Regions from separate parts of the Sus scrofa genome. Here region 2 is linked to region 1. The links are chromatin contacts, called in public Hi-C maps. All regions are on one chromosome and are shown on one strand. Each heading gives the region's core, a stretch centred on a gene start, on an enhancer-like site or on the middle of the called end of the contact. The rest is flanking DNA. Distances are from core to core; before and after follow the strand shown.

Region 1 (6,497 bases), core at 2,061-4,560:
GGGCGAGAGTGGGGATGGCGGAAGGGAGCCGTGCCTGTTTCCAGGTCTGCATCCCTGGCAGCATCAGAAATGCAGCTTGTGCCTGGAGATGTGGCAGCAGCAGATTCAGGGGCCAAACCCTTTCCCTGCCTCCTGAGTTAGGCTTTCAGAGGGGGCGGTCCCTGCAGGTGAGGCAAAGCAGACCCTGTGCCCCAGTGTGGGTGGAGGAGGGGCTGGCAACCTACTCCATTGCCTCTACTTTCTTAATCCGCTCTGGGCTGAAGCCCCCCCAGAAACCTGTCCCACATGCACGTTTGCAGGGCTTCTGCCTCCAGCCATCTGCCTGGGGGATGCCTGGTCCAATGGTGGAGGCACCCTCTTGTGCCCCCAAACAGAATCTCCTCCAGGTCTGCAGAATTGCCAGTACCTCCCCATCCAAGAAAAGAGGACTTTGCCCAAGAGAAGTGACAGGAAGGTCTGGAGCTGCCAGGGACTGCAGAGATGGTGGGTGTGTTCCCTCTTTTCCTACCTCCAGGCTAGTGAGGGCATGCTTCCTGGACCCTTGAGCAAGCAATCCTTACACTGGACAAGTGTCCCCCTTTTCACTGTTAACCGTGTCATGGTCCTTGAAGAAGCTGAAGGGCAAGATGGGAGGGAGGGTAAGCTGGGGTCTGACTGGGGCCTGGAACCTTGCAGCCTCTGTCTGAACTCTGGGGCCCCTATTGCAGTGGGGGCAACTGAGGCCCTGGAGGCGGGCCGGTTGAAGTGGTGGTGGTGGGCTTCGGTAAAATGCGTGAACTTGGCTGAGAGTTTCTTCCACTCAAGGAGGGAGACCCTTCTGCACTTATCCAGAAGCCAGGCTGCACAGATTTGGGAAACCTTGTTCTCTACTCAGCGCACCTCACAGGTCACCCCTGTGTTAGTGTGTCCTGCGTTCACTCGCTTGTCGCCAGAGCACGTGGTTGTGAGACAGCCTTTGTGGAGACAGATGTGTCACTGAGGGCAGATTGGTCACTAGGCTGAGAGCAGGAGTGTCAGCACGGGGGCAGTTTACTTGTTTCTAATTGCAACCGAGGATCCCTAATTGATTAAGAAGATTCTGGTGATGGGGATGAATTAGGTCACCACCCACTCCTCTTGGAAGGTCAGCTTTAGCTTTTCCCTGATAAGCTTTTCCCTGGAAGTACTTCTGCTTCCAAAGACCCAGTCTAATCACCCATTTCCTTATTGTCCTAAGCAACTCGCTGGGCAGCTGACCTTCTCTCTGACCTTGGGCAAGATCCTCCCTTTCTTTGGGCTTCCTCTGTCCCATCTCTAATCAGAGGGTAACAGAGAAGCCCGATTCTCTCGGGGACCCTTTGTCTCCATTGCATGCAGACCTCTGCTGCCTGGAGCCCAGGCGAGGCTGAGGGTGTAGAAGCAGGAGGGCTTGGGGTGCCCCTTTGGGGAGGCTGTCCCTCTGAAAAGCTCTTGGGCTGTGCTCCTAGAAACTTAGCGCCTTACCCTACTTGCCTGGTAAAATCTCTGTGCTGACTCCAGGCTGACAGTTTTCTAGGCAAGACTGATGTGCCTAGGAACAGGGCATCCTCCAACAGTTGCATATGGACAGTGACAGTGTCTTCTCACTAGGGTCCGCCATGCCCCTTGTCATAGACATAATGAGAAATAATACTATTTCTTGAAGGGTTACAAGGTGAGGGGCTGCACTGAGGGGCCGAGTAGCCCATTTGATCCTCATAGCAATCCCTTCAGAGTGTATGAGTATTGCCATTTTACAGAGGAGTGTGAGGTTCAGAGAAGTTAGGTAACTTGCCTAAGGCCAGACAGCTAGTGAGTGGCAGAGATGGGATTCTACCCCAGGCCCTTGGCTCTGAAGCCCACGCACATGCTCATAACAGCTTTGCCTACATCTTTTCATTAAGAGCCTAGTTAGAGATCTATTGACAGAACACTGTAAATCAACTATAATAATAAAAAAAATCCACTAAAACTAGAAATGTCCCCCTTCTCTGAGGCACAGCATCCTTTGATTCATCTTATCACTACAAGACTGAACAGCAAAAGTAGGAGATGGCCAAAGTGGTTTAAAATCTCCTTTTGCTCTTATAAAAAGCAGTGCAGAGTAATACCTTGGGTTTACCCACAGTGCTCAAGGCCTCCCTTGAAGGTAGGGGTCAGTCTTCTAACAGGACAAGACTCAGCATGAGTTTGCCCCCTCCTTGTTTGGGGGGGCATGGCTGAAGTATGCCCAGCTTCTGGAGGGCCAGGCCAGTCTGGGGTTGGAGGTAGAGGGCAAGGTTTTATTCTTTCTCTGGCTTTTCTCAGGAGAAGTTGTGGACCAACAGTGGCCTCTGATCACAGCCCTCTTACATCATTGGGCCGCCAGGGAGCAAGTATTTTCCACTCAATTCTTTTCCAGAAATATTAAAAGATAAGCAAACATGGTTTTTAGATTTTTCAAGGAATTTGCAAGCCTCACGCATTCCTTCCCTCCTGTCCAGCTTCTAGGAGAGGACACCCAGATCCAAGTAGCCAGTTGTCTACTGCAACAGATGATAGACATGGCTGTGGTCCATCCCACTGCCACCTGGTGAGGTCAGAGGGTCTCGGGCCCAGGAAGGGCCTCCCCCAGGGTCTCACAGCAAATAGCCCAACTCCTTATACAGAGGCAGTGTTTTCTGGCAAGTGTATCTTCCCACCCAAGTGGGCCTGTCTGGATGGAACTTTTGTGTATGCCTGGCAGGGAATGCTTCCTCCCCTTGGGAGATGCAGAAGCTGAGGCCTCGGGAGGTGATGTTGGAAGGTCCAGCCGGGTGGAGCCAGCAGCTGTGGCAAGCCCTGGGTTCTTGGCGCTGATCCCAGGATTTTTTCCATCTGACTAGCTCTCATGCATGGCATGCAGGGGTCAGAGAAAGCCCTTTTATTTCTGGATTTCCCCCTCTCCAGGAGGCTTCTGACTCATATTCGGAAGCTCTGCCTTTTCATAGTTTGGAACTTGCATCTAGAAAGTTTCTGTGCGAGGCTGCTCCCTCTAAGAAGAATAGCAAGTCCCAGTTGGGCTTATGAAAAATGAAATCAGTCCCCAGCTCTGATCTCTCTGAAAAGTTGTTATTAAATTCTGTGCGTGGCCCTGACCTGGATTTAAAGATTTGCAAGAAGACAAATTCCAAACAGATGCCCATTAGGGCCCTGACAGCCGCAGCTTAAAGATAACATTTACATTCTGCCGGGGTTTGTATCTCTCTGTTCCCTGCTCAGCCCCTCTCTGGCCTCCAGTGGGATCAATACCTCGGTTGAGGTTACATGGAGGTGGCCACATTCTTTTAAGCTGTTTGCTTAGCGTTTGGTTTGCTCTGCTAACATGCCAGGCACTTCTTCCAACAGGCCTGTTTGCCCAGTATTAGGGCTGTTTGCCCAAACACCTACCCCAATCCGAGGGGGGCTCAGCTTTCCAAACAGTTGGTCCCTGCATCTGTCAATCAATAACGCCAATCGGGTTCCTGATACCGACAGCAAGTGTGGCCAAGTCCAATATTTGCCCAAACACCGCCCCCACCCCCCACCCCTGACTCTCCCGGGTTTGACAAGACGGACATTTGCCAGCCGCATGGGATGCTGGGAAGAGGCAATGGTGGCAGACAGGGAGCCGATTCCAGGAAAGAAGGGTGCTCGGAGCAAACACGAGAGTGCCTTTATGAGAGGTAATTTACTGAAATACACAGCGATGGCCTGCTCAGCCAGCCCTGGTGTAATTAAAAATGGCAGGCCTGGGGCTCTGGCTTCCCCAGTGCTGGCCAAGGAAACTGGGCTTCATCTTGTGATGCTTGAGGTTGGATCCAGGGATTGGCTTGGAGTCAGAGGTGATCAGAGGGACCTCAGGATATTATCAAGCCCTGGAAATCAACTCCTGAGAAGAACAAAACAATAGCAAGAGAAAATAGACCCTGAAAAGAGGGGCATGTGTAATGGGTCCAGGCTTTTCCTGTTTTGGAACTTGATGGAGGTTGGTTCGCAACATGGTGAGTACCCTATTTGCCACTGAAGCTGTCACTTTAGAATGGGTACTTTTATGTTATGTGACTTTCACCTCAGTTGGGAAAATTAAAGGGTGAATCCCAATGAGCCCAGGACGTTTACATTGGAGCGGGCTCTACTGCTTAACTCAGGCTTTGGCTCAGAGTAAATGCTTAATAAATGTTTATTGAAAGAACAACCTAACATTTGCACAGTCAACAAAGCGCTTTGTTATACATGAGCTCACTTTGTCCTTAAAGAGAGAGCCCTATGAGGTGGGCAGGGGTAAGTGCCCTCATGCCGTAAATGAGAAACTGAGGCTTAGAGAGGACGCATAGCTAGTGGTGATGGTGCTGGGATTTGAATGCCGAAGTCTCTGGCTTTAAAGTCTGCGCATGTAAAGCTACCCATTGCATCTCCCTCATAGCTTCCAGGACGGGAGAGAAAGAGTCTCGCATAGGTCACCACCCCTTCTTCTAGGGCATTTATTACTAAAAGTATTTTAAAACCGGACCATCCAATGAAGCTGCTCGTTCTCCCCCACAGTTGCTAGCACAGTCTTGATAAATATTTGCTGATTTATTCAGCAGCCAAGACCCACCCCTGGTTGCTGTGGCGACCGTCCGGAGCAAAGCTCAGCAGCTTAGGGTATCAATGACACCAAAGCACTCTGGCTGCTAAGAGCCCAGGAGGAGGAGCTGGGGTCTGTGCATGGGGCCTCCCAGAAGCCTTTGCTGGTGCAAGGTGTTCCCTGCACACTGTGAGCAGGGAAGTCTGGGGGTGGCTGTGCTATCTCCCCATTGTTATTTGACAGCCTAGGTGAGGGTGGTGTGACCTCTTGTTCAAAAATTAGGACTTTCAAGATGGCAACAGCAGAGCATTAAACCCAGCACACATCCCTCTGAGGACAGGGCTTGAGAGGCTGCATGGCTTGCTGGTCATGCAGTGGGTCCTTGGGCGGGCACTGCTGGGCCTCCCTGTGGGCATTTCTGCAGGAACTGTGTGTGGAGCCAGCAAGTGCTGGGGGGCAGGAGGGATAAAATTTGCCTCTTCCCTAGGGTGTCCCCCCTGCTGCCTGGGAGAGAATTATAGTCCACCTCCGCCCTCACCCCATGATCCGAGCAGGCTTCAGACCCAGTTTCCATCTTGTTCCTGCTATCAAGAAGCTGTGTGACTTGGGATGGGCATTCAACTCCTCAGAGCCTCGACTCCTCGGTTATAAAACGGTGCCAATGCTTTTCTCAACAGGTTACTGAGGGGTTAAATGAGAAGATGCAGAAGAGCCTGGCCCGGTGCCAGATACACACTGACCCTCTTCCCAGATCCCAGCATGTCTCACACCAGATCAAGCTGGACTGAGTTCCCTCTCCACTACACAAAGGGTATGAGTTGGCTTACAAGAATCTATAAATAAGAAAAAACACACATGGGTTGCCAACGCAAAGGCTTTCAGAGGCTAAGCAGAGAAGGATATGAAAGAGAGACCCTGCCAGGCAGTGCCTAGGGTCTTGTGGGGACTGCCGTGAACCAGAGGTTGTGTGCCCTCCCTAAAGCCACCGAAATGCACACGGAAAGTTTAAACAGAAGGATTCTGCAAGTTAGGCTGCATGTGAAGTCATTTTGAAAACCATGAAACAAGCTGAATATTGGGACCAGCAAGGTATATATTAGGTGAACACCAAGGGGAGAAATGAAAATGCTGTAAGATCCTACAAGGCGAGTCATAAATTGGCTCTGAGCTTCTTGGGACCAAAGCAGTAAGGCCAACATAATCAGTCATATGTTTTCATTGTCTATGAAGGAAAAATTACATAGCATCTCCTGCTAACCAGCTCTGAAAGACACCTATGAGGGCTTCATTTAGGGCGTCTCGGCCTGTGTACTAAGCCTGGGGCACTGGGTACTATCATTTAGTGCAGACAATAAGCGATTGCAGAACAGTTTTAAAAAAGATACATTTGACTAAAATTTGGTCTGCTTTTATTGCCACTGAACACTGGCAATTGTACCAGTGTCAGTGATTAAATTCTCCTTCATGAAAAATCCTTCATTGGCCTAAGATGTAAACAGTTGTATTCGTAATATGGAGTTTAATAATAATAATAATAATAATGTGCTTTACATTAGGACAATTTTATTAGGTATCCTATACGAGATGTTTTTATTGTACACAGAAGTTATTTAGAGAACTCCTAGTTACAGAATTGGCTCTCCAACCGTGGACCAACCCAAGTGCATTTGTTTTTAGAGTCAGGCTTCAGAATTGTTTGCTAAAAAAAAAAAAAAAAAAAAAAGAATTGTTTGCTTTCTCTTTGGGTACAGTTTGTGTCTCCAAACTGCTGTGGTATTGTGCATTCTTTGTACTTAAAACGAACAATGATAGTGTAGTGATTGTTAAGAAGGAAAAAGGTAACTTGAGTTCTCTTATTCAGTCATTCCAGGTAACCACCGGAGCTTATTTTTGCTTAAAATTTAAAGCGGTACAAGAGTATGAGCTGTGAGGT
Region 2 (5,703 bases), core at 1,871-4,370, 810 kb after region 1:
TTTGACAAACTCTTGGATGCTAAATAAGGATGAATGAAGGAATCACTGGAAACATGCACTTAGAACTCTATAGATATCCAACATCATGTGAGGAATGAAAGGATCCCACAGAAACATGTCCCATTCAGATCCATGTACATTCACCTTCCTGATGACCACGAGATGCCAATCATGTAATTGCAGTCCCTACTGTCACCTGACATGCACTGGAAAACATCTGACAACTGAAGAGTATGAGTGTTCAAATGTATGCTTACATGTGTGGTGGGTGTGAGGGTAAGGGTGGGGGAATCCTTTCCTGGAAATATAATCACATGGGTTACCAAGCCCTTACCAAGGACCCTGGCAGCCAGGTGTGTTTTGAAGATCAGAAATGTTATAATTTTCATTAGTGACAGTCTGCCTGTTGTATAGTTGTGCCAGCAGAGTTTGGAGCAGCACCTTATGGTCAAACACATATTTCTGCAGCAAAATGCATGAATGTTCATGCTGAAGATGAAGACTAGGTAGCCATAGGTTAGCCCAAGTCAGGTTCTGCTGTGAAATGAGCTCATGCCAACCTGACAAAATCAACTTTTGGCATTTGAGATCTGTGTGGACTTTGGAATTGGGGGTAAGGGGCTATACCAGAAGGTGATCTCTAACTAAGTCTTAACTTTTAAAAGTGACTTCTGATAACATGGAGGTCCTGTCACGGCTCAGCAGTTAACAAACCCAACTGGTATCCATGGGGACGGGGGTTTGATCCCTGGCCTCACTCAGTGGGTTAAGGATCCAGCATTGCCCTGAGCTGTGGTGTAGGTCACAGACATGGCTCAGATCCAAAGTTGCTGTGGCTGTGGTGTAGGCCGGCAACTATAGCTCTGATTTGACCCCTAGCCTGGGAACCTCCATGTGCCATGGGTGTGGCCCTAAAAAGACTAAATAAATAATAAAAGTGACTTCTGATAACATAACGTCAGCATGACATGCCTGTATTATAACATCATTTGCCCTCTCATGTATCAGCACACATGGATGCCATCGCATTAAGGGAGTGTTAGTGCCCCTGAAGCTGGCTTTAGTCAGGCCAAAAAATTACCCAGTTTGGCCCAAGTGTATTGAGATTAGGAGACCTACTGTTCCTACACTAGCTTTTGCAACTGTTTATTTTCTACTTACTTTTAGGAGATGATATAGGACAAAATACATAGTCACATAACACATACGCATGATGCGGGGTGGGCTGAACGAAAGCATTGCTGAAACCACACTCATGTCTAGGCTGAGATCTTCATTCTTTAATGGATGTGGGGAAATCCAAAGTCTGCACATGAATGTCATCTCCAGCTCATCTGGGTATAACACATAGAATTTCAGTACTGCCTGTTCTCATGGGAGTCTGGGGCTTGAATCTCTGCTACCCATGGGATGTGGAACCCCCAAGAGGGAAAAGTGAACTGGTCTCAGGTTGGTGCTGCCCCCTGGTGGATGAAAAAAGCAAATACAAATCCTCCAGGAGTAAAGGGTTCTCATTCTGATTCTCCAAAGACAAACTACCAAAAAACAAAACACCCCACATTCAAAGCAATGAATCACCATGAGCAAGAGTCAGCAGAGACAAGCAACAGATTTCAACCAGGGTTTCTCAACCTCAGAGCTACTGACATTTTGTACCAGATAACTCTTTGCCATGGGGGTTGCTCTGTGTGTTAAACGTTTAGTAGCATGTCTGATTTGGATCTTCAAAGACTTAAAATATTAGAATAATAAGATAGGCCATAAAAGAACTGTATATGAACTACTTAAAGACTCAAAAGATGTTTATAAAGGCTCAAATAGAACTTCTGGGAATAAAAAAAATATAACTTTGAACTTAAAAATTCAATGGATGTATCAGACACAGATAAAGAATTAATGAATTAGGGAGCTCCTGTTGTAGCTCAGCAGAAATGAATCTGACTAGCATCCATGAGGATGCAGGTTCAATCCCAGGCCTCGCTTAGTGGGTTAAGGATCCAGTGTTGCCATGAGCTATGGTGTAGGTCGCAGACGCAGCTTTGATTTAGCATACACAAACAGCTACAGCTCTGATTTGCCCCCTAGCCTGGGAACCTCCATATGCTGCAGGTACAGCCCTAAAAAGACAAAAAAAAAATTAATGAATTAGAAGACAGATTTAAAAAAATTACCCCAACTGCATTAGAAGAGCAAAATAATAAAGGGGGGGTGGGAAGAGGTGATAGGATAAAAGACAGGAAAATATAGTTCAGAGTTTAAACTATAACTAACTGGAGCTCTAGAAGGAAAGAATAAAGAGAATGAGAGAGAGGCAGTATTTGCAGAAAAAATGCTTGACACTCTTCTGGATCCATATATATAGGAAGTCCCAAAGATACCAAGCTGTGTGAATGCACAAGTTGTCGTGAATTGGATGCAGAAAAGCTAAGAATTGAGCCTCAAAGGTTCATCATTGAAATCGGTGCACCAACTCAAACCAGGGGTCCACAGGAGGGCTATGGTGGCATCAATGGCACGGACATGGGAGTCTTGCAAAGGGACTAATCCATGTGGACAATCCTGTGGACAGGGACCTGAGCCTGGCCTTGAGGGATGTTCATACAGTGTTGCATCAAGAGACCTTGATCTGAGCCCTTTATTTTACAGAACAACCTAGGAGATTAACTGGAGGCGAATGTGAAAAGGGCAGAGAGGAAATGGGATGAGGCTCTAAGCAGGGGAAAGTACACAAGCAAAGGTGTGGAAACAAGACTAAACATCTCATGAGCAAAAGACCAACAGGAGTCCTGTTTGATGGATTGGGAAATATTTAAGGGAACAATTACAAAACTGATTGGATGGACAAAGTGAAACCAGCCTGAAGAAGACCCTTGAGAGATGAGCAGGTATGTTTAAACTTGAGATCATAGGCCAGGGGTTGGTAAACTACAGCCTGGAGGCCAAGTCTGGCCCACTGCCTGTTTTTGTAAATAAAGTTTTATTGGAACACAAGCACACCCATTCATTTCCATATCATCTATGGCTGGTTTTGCACAACAGCAGAGAAGAGTAGAGTCCATACCCTATGGCCTGCAAGAGCTAAAATATTTACTCTCTGGCCCTTAACAGAAAACGGTTGTCAATCCCTGATCTAGGCAGGGCAGCCAGCCAGCGAGGCCTTTCAGCCAATTGCCAAGACTACGAGGATAAACCTGGAAGTGGCTGAAGGACTGTGTGTTTTGTAAGAGGAGGAAGAAAGGTGCGTAACCTTTATGGCGTTCCCATTGTATACCATCCCTCTTCCTACATTATGATTATAACTTCTCAAAACCACCCTGCCTAGAAGTTGTTACTTTTTTTTTTTTTTTTTAAGAGATGAGGAAAACGGGGTCCAGAGAGGTGAAGTAATTTACCCAAGGTCAGCCAGTGTTCCGGGCAGAGCTGAGATTCTGTTTCAAGTTGGTTGGATTCCAAAGCCGATGTTCTTCCTACCACACCTCACTGCCTTTCCAGGCACTGTGTATCCCAGACATGAGGGGATAGCCTCAGGCAAAGGAGCTAGCTACTGTGTGTCATGGCCAGAGATGGTTGGAATTAGGGTGTGGTGGGAAATATTCCTCTCCGCTCTTGCAAACAGATCCAGGGGCCCCTTCTGACCTGGAGCAGGACCTCTGGCCCAAGGCTCCTCCAAAAATGGTTCCCAACCTGCCCAAACATTGACTCCCCCCGGACCCCCTCCATCCCACACCTCCAGAGCCACCAGCCGGGCCAAGAATGTCTATCTTACAACTTCCTTCCAGCCTCATCTCTCAGCACGACGCCAGAGGCAGTTGGGAGGTATGATACCATCTCCATATCTAGGAACCAAACCTGAGGGTTGGCAGCTCTGCACAGTGCCACCCACGAGAGATGGCCCAGTTGATTTGCAGTGAAATTGCAACACAGCTTCTGCTCCTGCCCCGGCTAGATCCCAGGCCCTGGAGCTAAGCCCATCAGGGCTTGCTTCCACCCCCCAGCCTGGCTCCTGTTCCTCCCATGACTAATTTGGATCCTCATCTGACAGCTACCATGACCACTCTGCCCAGATAGGGCCTCACAGACCTGCTTCTGTGTTTTGCGGTCAAACTGGTTCTTGACGCTTCCCCAGAGTTCCAGCAGGGTTGAGTGTCTGTGGGGAACCATAAATGGCTGCCCCTTGGGGTTGAGCTGGTTGAGGGCTTGAGAAGCCAAGAGAAAGAGGAAAGTGTGAACTCTACCTAGAGCCTTGGTTATCTAAATAGTTGTGAGACATAATGGAAGTCCCCCACTGGATCCCAGTGGGTAGGTCTGTTTCTTGTCAGCTCCCCCTCAGCCAGAGGCCATGCCACGTCATCTCTAACCCCCTGGTGTGTCCATGAGGAAATGTGTGTAAACACAGGCAGACAACCTCCCCAGAGCAGGTGAGAGGAGCCCTGTGACCCCAGGCCTACTGACAGCCTCCAATGGACGGTTACAACACCCTCCTACTCGCCTGCCTTGGGAAACAGGGAGGTATGTCAGCTCCAGGGACCCTGGACCCACACCTGCCTGTGTGCTGAACTGCCAGCTGTCCCAGAAGCAGAGAGAGAGCAGGAAGTGAGAGACACCAGCCCAGGCTTATCCCGCCGGCCTTCCTCAAACATAGCCTGCTGGCTCCTCTGCCGTAGCCACAACATGTGCTCACAAGGGGGACTAGAAGAAAAGGGATGAGCAGAGCCAGGAGAGGACCAGGAAGATGAGATTTAACAGGCATCTATTAGATGCCAGGCTCAGCACCAGGCATGTACAAACATTGTCACGTTTATTCCTTCCCCAGTGAAACAGACATGATTTATTAGACCATACACATGCATCCCTGAGACAGAGCATAGAATAAGCATTAAAGACTGTGGAGCTAGCTTCCCCTGGATCCCAGCTCTGCCACTAACTGCCTGTGTGATCTCAGTTTACTCACCTTAAACATAGGGGTTAACAAATATGAATCATTTAACATGGTTGTTAGTGTGATTCACTGAGATAATGTATACAAAGGATTTAGAATAATGCCTAATACATGGAAAGTAAAATAGTTTTTTTTTTAAATAAAAGCATTATCCTTATTTTACTGTTCAGGAAATTAAGGCTCAGAGAGGAGCAGTGATCTGCCCAAGTTCACACAGCTAGAGAATGACAAATGCTGGGGTTCACCTCCAAGTCTATCTGATGCCATTAACCCCCATTTGAAGATTCTGAGTCCACAAGGGTTGAGACAGAAAGAGAAACTTGGGTGTCCTTGAGCCCCAGGGCAAGGTCACTGCAAAGGTAGCTGCCAGAGTGTGTGACTGTCCTTAGGAAGGGGACTGTCCTCTCACGAGATCATGGACGAGGTCCCATAGGAGGGGCTCAGGGCTTCTCAGCACCCCCGCAGCCTGAAGGGAAGCCAGGTGGGGTATCGGCTCTGGATGACAGGAGCCTCCCTATCCCTGAAGACCAGCCAATGATTATGCAGAAAGGAGTCGGAAAGAGAGCTCAGCCTCCAGCGGTGGTGAAAGAGCCCCTGACAACAGATAAACAGGAAGTCCTGTTGCCCAATACGGACAGAAGCACAGATGCACAAGTAGCCCCCACCCATGAAGAGTGGTACCAAAGCATCACAGTCCAGCCCAACATCAAAGGGACAGAAGCCCCTTTGGGTGGAGCATCCTTTCTCAGGCAGCCCACGCCCAG

What was found. A called contact is a pair of places that touch in the nucleus more often than the background predicts.
Region 2: a Hi-C map of liver shows a contact between it and region 1, with 10 times the contacts expected there. The contact joins two enhancer-like sites. A contact is called at or near these places in 1 of 5 promoter capture datasets (liver) and 16 of 47 Hi-C or Micro-C datasets (alveolar macrophages, brain, embryonic fibroblasts and 7 more).

Annotation. Positions count from the first base shown.
Region 1 is chr1:167,391,706-167,398,202 of Sscrofa11.1, forward strand. No RefSeq gene overlaps it. Among named protein-coding and RNA genes, the nearest start is that of RPLP1, 99 kb to the left of the region's middle. Within about 2 kb of position 3,311, at least 23 of the 83 cell types and tissues checked have an H3K27ac peak or open chromatin away from gene starts, as enhancers often do. A contact at or near this core is called in liver, where this site is marked.
Region 2 is chr1:168,197,136-168,202,838 of Sscrofa11.1, forward strand. All of the region lies in intron 1 of LOC110262000 (a long non-coding RNA gene), which reads right to left. Among named protein-coding and RNA genes, the nearest start is that of UACA, 250 kb to the right of the region's middle. Within about 2 kb of position 3,121, at least 9 of the 83 cell types and tissues checked have an H3K27ac peak or open chromatin away from gene starts, as enhancers often do. A contact at or near this core is called in liver, where this site is marked.